2 separate regions of the Gossypium hirsutum genome follow, and region 2 is linked to region 1. Evidence: chromatin contacts called from public Hi-C data. All regions are on one chromosome and are shown on one strand. The core of a region is the stretch at or near the end of the contact, and the rest is flanking DNA. Distances in the headings are between cores, read along the strand shown. Region 1 holds the start of LOC107890710 (patellin-3). Region 2 holds the start of LOC107890700 (photosystem I reaction center subunit N, chloroplastic).

The links. Hi-C and Micro-C count contacts between places; a contact is called where the count stands out from the background.
Region 2: a contact with region 1 is called in a Hi-C map of leaf, with 2.8 times the contacts expected there. The contact joins the promoter of LOC107890700 here to the promoter of LOC107890710 in region 1. A contact is called at or near these places in 16 of 34 Hi-C or Micro-C datasets (anther, callus, fibers and 4 more).

The regions. Positions count from the first base shown.
Region 1 is chrA11:78,956,467-78,959,166 of Gossypium_hirsutum_v2.1, forward strand. LOC107890710 (patellin-3) reads left to right here and starts at 1,342. Exons shown (of 4, transcript XM_016815239.2): 1 at 1,342-2,651. The coding sequence starts at 1,455.
Region 2 is chrA11:79,181,271-79,183,970 of Gossypium_hirsutum_v2.1, forward strand. LOC107890700 (photosystem I reaction center subunit N, chloroplastic) reads right to left here and starts at 1,264. Exons shown (of 3, transcript XM_016815228.2): 1 at 450-1,264; 2 at 222-347; 3 at 1-127. The coding sequence starts at 755. The coding sequence ends at 38. It also overlaps the pseudogene LOC107890681.

The sequences.
Region 1 (2,700 bases), core at 92-2,591:
TTCGAAGGTTGTTAGAATAAATTAAAAAAAAAAGCAAAAGCCTTAGTTTCTCCAAATTTGATCTCAAACTGTCCTTAGTTTCTCAGAATTTGATCTTAAACTATCATACCCTGCTAGGGTACCTACCAAACCAGAACCCAAGGACTATACCAGTGATAATTTGAAGCAATTCAATGGCAAGTTTGGTGATTCACATGAGCATTTGATAAAATTTGCAGAGACGTTAGGCATTGTTAGGTTGGATGACGATTTAAATTTAAGAGGATTTTCTAAGTCCTTAACAGAGAAGGCATATACTGTTAGAGTATGACCAAAGACCAATCATTAGATGATTATAACATACTTGTTTTGCCCCGTTTGTTAATATAAGACATTATCATTATATTTCAGTTTCTTTTTTGGGTACATAAATAAACTATTTTATAATAATATCTTGAGAATAATATAATTATTCTTAAAAGGCCCTTAGTCGAGTATTACCTCGTTTGTTAATATAAAGCATTATCATTATTATTTCAGTTTCTTTTCTGAATATATAAATAAATTATTTTATAATAATGTCCTGAGAATAATATGATTATTCTTAAAAGGTCCTTAGTAGAGTATTATTATGGGCTTGAATAATAATAATATATTAAGATTAGCATGTAGTTGATTGATAATAAAGTATTGTCATTAACATAGAGATGTCAAAATTAATACATGAATTTATTTAAGTAAATGAGTATCAAATCAAATATATTTTTTCACAAAAAAATTAAATTTATTTAAATAATGATTAAATTAAAATTATCGAGGTAAACGTTACAATTGAAATTCAATTTTGTATGTCAACATTGATAAGAATAGATTTGAGCTGACATATCATGTTATTTATATCTTTTTAAATAATTTGAGGTATAAATATCAAAATATCATGCTGAATTTTATTTTTTTAAGAAAAAAACTAAAATTTAAAATGAAAATATTAAAATAACATTAAATTAGTAAAGAAAATACTATTTTCAAGATATTTCAATTTCATACCATCACAAAAGTGAATGATTTACTAGTGGGTCCTACCTCCCACATTGGATTGGCTACGCAGAAGAATATGACAGACACAAAGATGCAGAGTGTCCTAGGTGTCCATTTTCCAACGCATCAACGGTTCATTTTCTGCCCAATGGTAGACCCCACCCAAACCAAACCCTCAACTGCGCCCATCCATCATTTCTATCAATGTAACGCTAACGCCCGTTGGGTCGTAAAACAGGTGATAGACAGACGTGGTGGGTCCCCTAATTTAGACTTAATCCCAACTGGCTCCCTTATATGAATGATTGTCACAGCTTGTTTTCCTCCTAACTTCAACCCCACTCCTCTCTTTAAAAACTGTCTCCCCCCGCCCCCCTTTGAACTCTCCAATAAACCCACTTTCCCCATTTGTATTCCTATTGGTATCATTGTTAGCTATGGCTGACCAAACTCGGAACCCTGCCTATGTTGACCAGGTGGTACTTGCCCATGACGTCCCACAACAACCACCTGCTGCAGCAGTTGTGAAAGAACCACCTCAAGCTGAAACTGATGAAGAATCCGTAAATCAGAAGCCGGTCGAGAAGGCTTTAGTGGAAGAGTATTTGTCAAAACCCAAGTGTGATAATCAGGGAAATGTTCTTCAGTCGGGTTCTTTCAAGGAAGAGAGCACGAGGGTGGTTGATCTTCTTGATAATGAAAAGAAAGCGTTACAACAACTTAAGCAACTTGTTCAAGAAGCGCTTAACAAGCATGAGTTTGGTGGGCAACAACCAGAAGCGCCTAAAGAGGATGACGAGAAAAAATCAGCCAAAGAGGAGGCAAAGGACGAAGCGGTTATTGATGACGAACCACCAAAACCAGAAACAGTCGCCGAAACTAATGATGCACCCGCAAAGGAAGATAGTATCAATCTGGTTGAAACGGAGGTTATTGAAGACAAGGTTGCTACTGCAGCTGCTGGCTCTAACACCGTGGAAGACGATGGTGCCAAGACTGTAGAAGCCATTGAAGAGAGCATTGTCTCAGTCTCTTCTTCAGCTCAACCTGCAGCAGAGACAGAGGCTTATGTGGTATCGGAAGACGAACGAAAAGGTGGTAAAGCAGAGGACAAGGTGGTGCCACCCGAGGAGATATCCATATGGGGCGTACCGCTTCTTGCAGATGAAAGGAGCGATGTCATTCTCCTCAAATTTCTAAGAGCCAGAGATTTCAAGGTGAAAGAGGCGTTTGTGATGCTGAAAAGCACTATTCTTTGGAGAAAAGAGTTCGGGATTGATGAACTGGTTGAACAAGATCTTGGTGATAATTTGAATAAGGTGGTATTTATGCATGGTTTTGACAAGGAAGGACATCCGGTGTGCTATAATGTGTTCGGGGAGTTCCGAAACAAGGAGCTTTACCAGAAAACATTTTCGGATGAAGAGAAGTGGCAAAATTTCCTCAGATGGAGAATCCAATTCCTGGAAAAGAGTATTCGGAAACTAGATTTTAGGCCCGGTGGAATTTGTACTATTGTTCAAGTCAATGACTTAAAGAATTCCCCAGGACCAGCCAGGTGGGAGCTTAGACAAGCTACCAAACAGGCTCTTCATTTGCTCCAGGACAACTATCCAGAATTTGTTGCCAGACAGGTATTGATTACTATGTTAAGTGTTTTTCTTTTACCAAACAGGAGGTTTA
Region 2 (2,700 bases), core at 14-2,513, 220 kb after region 1:
GTGGATAGTTTAAGTGAAAAAATACATTTGGATCGCATCACCATTTCCAGAAAACGTTGGAACCACACTTGTATTTGTCCTTCCCTTCACATTCCAAGGCCAAATCATCAGAGATGAATGGTACTTTCTGCATTCAACAAACCGAAAAAGAATATCATTATGAAATCGTCCACAGAACCTTTGACACTAAGACAAGAAAAGGCAGATGTTAGGTTTTGAACCTTTTGCTTTGCAAGATCCTGGCAGCCAGTGAAGTTCTCAGGGAACTTGCAAGTGCCAAATTGAACAGTGTATGCTCTGGAAAAGTTTGCTCCACTTGTTGCCAACCTCTTCTTGTCATTCAATTCCTGCAGCAAAAGCAGGTTAATCTATTACGTTGTTCTGCAAATACAAAAATTTCTCTGCAGCATGATGGTTGATATTTTTTCAGATTTCATAGCGAAACACACCTTGTTAGCTTTGCTCTTTTCAAGGTACTCGTCAATGACCCCAGCATTTGCAGAAGAAGCAACAGCTGTGGTGAAAAGGCCAGCTGCCAAGTAGAGCACAGCAGCTCTTCTTCCTTCACTGGCACCTGATCCTTTGGAATCAGAAAATTTAGCCTGCTGGGCTCTGATCACAGGCAACTTGCGACCACCGCACATAACTGGGGAAGCAACTGATGGCGCTGAAGCAAGTTTGGCATTAAGCTCAGATGATCCAGTGCCTGAGATAGCATAGTTGCATGCCAAAACACTGGAGTTCATGGCTGCCATTGCTGTGAAAAAAAGAACTCTTGTTTACTAGGGAAATGGAGCTCAATTAGCTTTCTCAAAGTAGTCTTGTAGTATAATAGATTTGTTTGTGATGGAGGAGATCTGATAAGGAGTGCTCATGTGGCAAGAGGAGATGATGAATTGGATAAAAGCTTGTGGTTGGAATGTGGATAAGGTTGAGATTGCCTCACTCCTATTGGCAAACTTTGCTGTTCCTGGTATTTTATCTTTGGTGCAACAGTTGTGTGTCAAATGGCAATACAAGCTTGAAAACTGGGTCCACATTGGAATCGAAATTTGTGCTTAGCATCGCACCTCTATGCCACGTTGGGGTTCACCGTCAAGTGGAGCTGAGGGCAGATAACAAAATTTCACTACTAACTTCAATGGCATTCCCAGCCATCAAGCATGGATGGAGACGGGAAGTGAACAGGAGAATCATATTAATTACGCAATTTATCTAGCTTTTAAAATGTTATGTTTTTAATTCTAGAAGTAGGCCCATTGGTCCAACGGGAGTTCACCCGTACCCATGACTAGACATATGAAGTATCAAGAATAGAACAAACTATTTTAGAAGTAATGCACTTTGAAATACGCCTAAACTCTTGAGAATTAACTCTTTTGAAAATTACATTCAAGTTTTGGAATTCGCACTTACCAGTCTGTCCATATAACTTTTGGTTTTGATGTCTACACACCACCAACATATATTGTTCCAGGTTGTCAACCAATCAGAATTAAATGTTGAACTTTCTCATCCATTGACTTGATAGATATCTTCATCTTTACCTTCTAGTAGGCATAATTCATATCATCCAACATCGAGGGTTTTGAGATTAATTTACCTTCCATCTTTATAGTAAATCAACAATAGAATGTTCACTTAATGCGTGAAGTGTCTAACTCTAGTACCAATTGAGAATTTGTTAATTTTGCCTTCCAGATTCATGTTCAATTTGCAATTGGACTTACTAACTAACAGTATAAAAATAAGAGATGGATACAAAAAATTTGTTACGCAATTTGGAAATGTCCTATGTTTGCAAGTCTTGTTTAAAGAGTAATTCACAATAAATCTCCTAGTACAAGACATTATTTAAGTTCAAATAACTCACCAAGTTGCAAGCTTAATTGCAAACTAAACAACAACAAGATATTACTTACAACAATTTTGCACTAAAATAAGTTCCTTACATGAACAAGATAAGCTCTCTTATAATCTCATACATAAAACTATAACAAGCCATCTATTAAATTATCATGTAATGGCTTGGAAAAGTACAAGCAGTATGAATATTTAATTCTTTAAATTTAACTCAACAAAATCTTCAATATGGAATGAATCAGCAGAGGTCTTATTAATATAATATTTTTTGTAAATCAAATCTCTTTAAATCAAATTTGGTCAAAAGATACCAAATCATTACATTGACCTATTAGATGTGAGCTAAGTTAACTCGAGTTACATCTTACGTGTGTAACTATTTTTAAGAAGTTTCATATAAACATTTTAGCATTAAGCTTTCATCCAAGAGAAGCATAGAAAAATGGAGAAAGCAAAGCTAGTTTATTGCGAATCCGAAGATCAGTTGGCGGATTCCAGTCAGTAATTTGGAACTTCTACGGTAGAAAATTAGAATTTTGCAATTCCTAGAACGCGAGTGTTGAATATTTGCTTCAACACTGCAGCATGTTCATACGGCATTTATACTATTTTTATTGCTCCAGTCATTTACTAATAGTGTTCACAGTGAATATGCTATTCGTAGCTTTCAGGTTGTCGGTATCATCTGAAAAAATCACGTGTGCAATCTAATTATGGGGCTGAATAAAATGCACAGGAACGTCAATAAACTTTTCCCAAACTGCTTCATAATATTGCTCCAAACGTGTAGGCGCTTGCTAGGAAATACAAGAAACGTATAGACCATACCATACCACA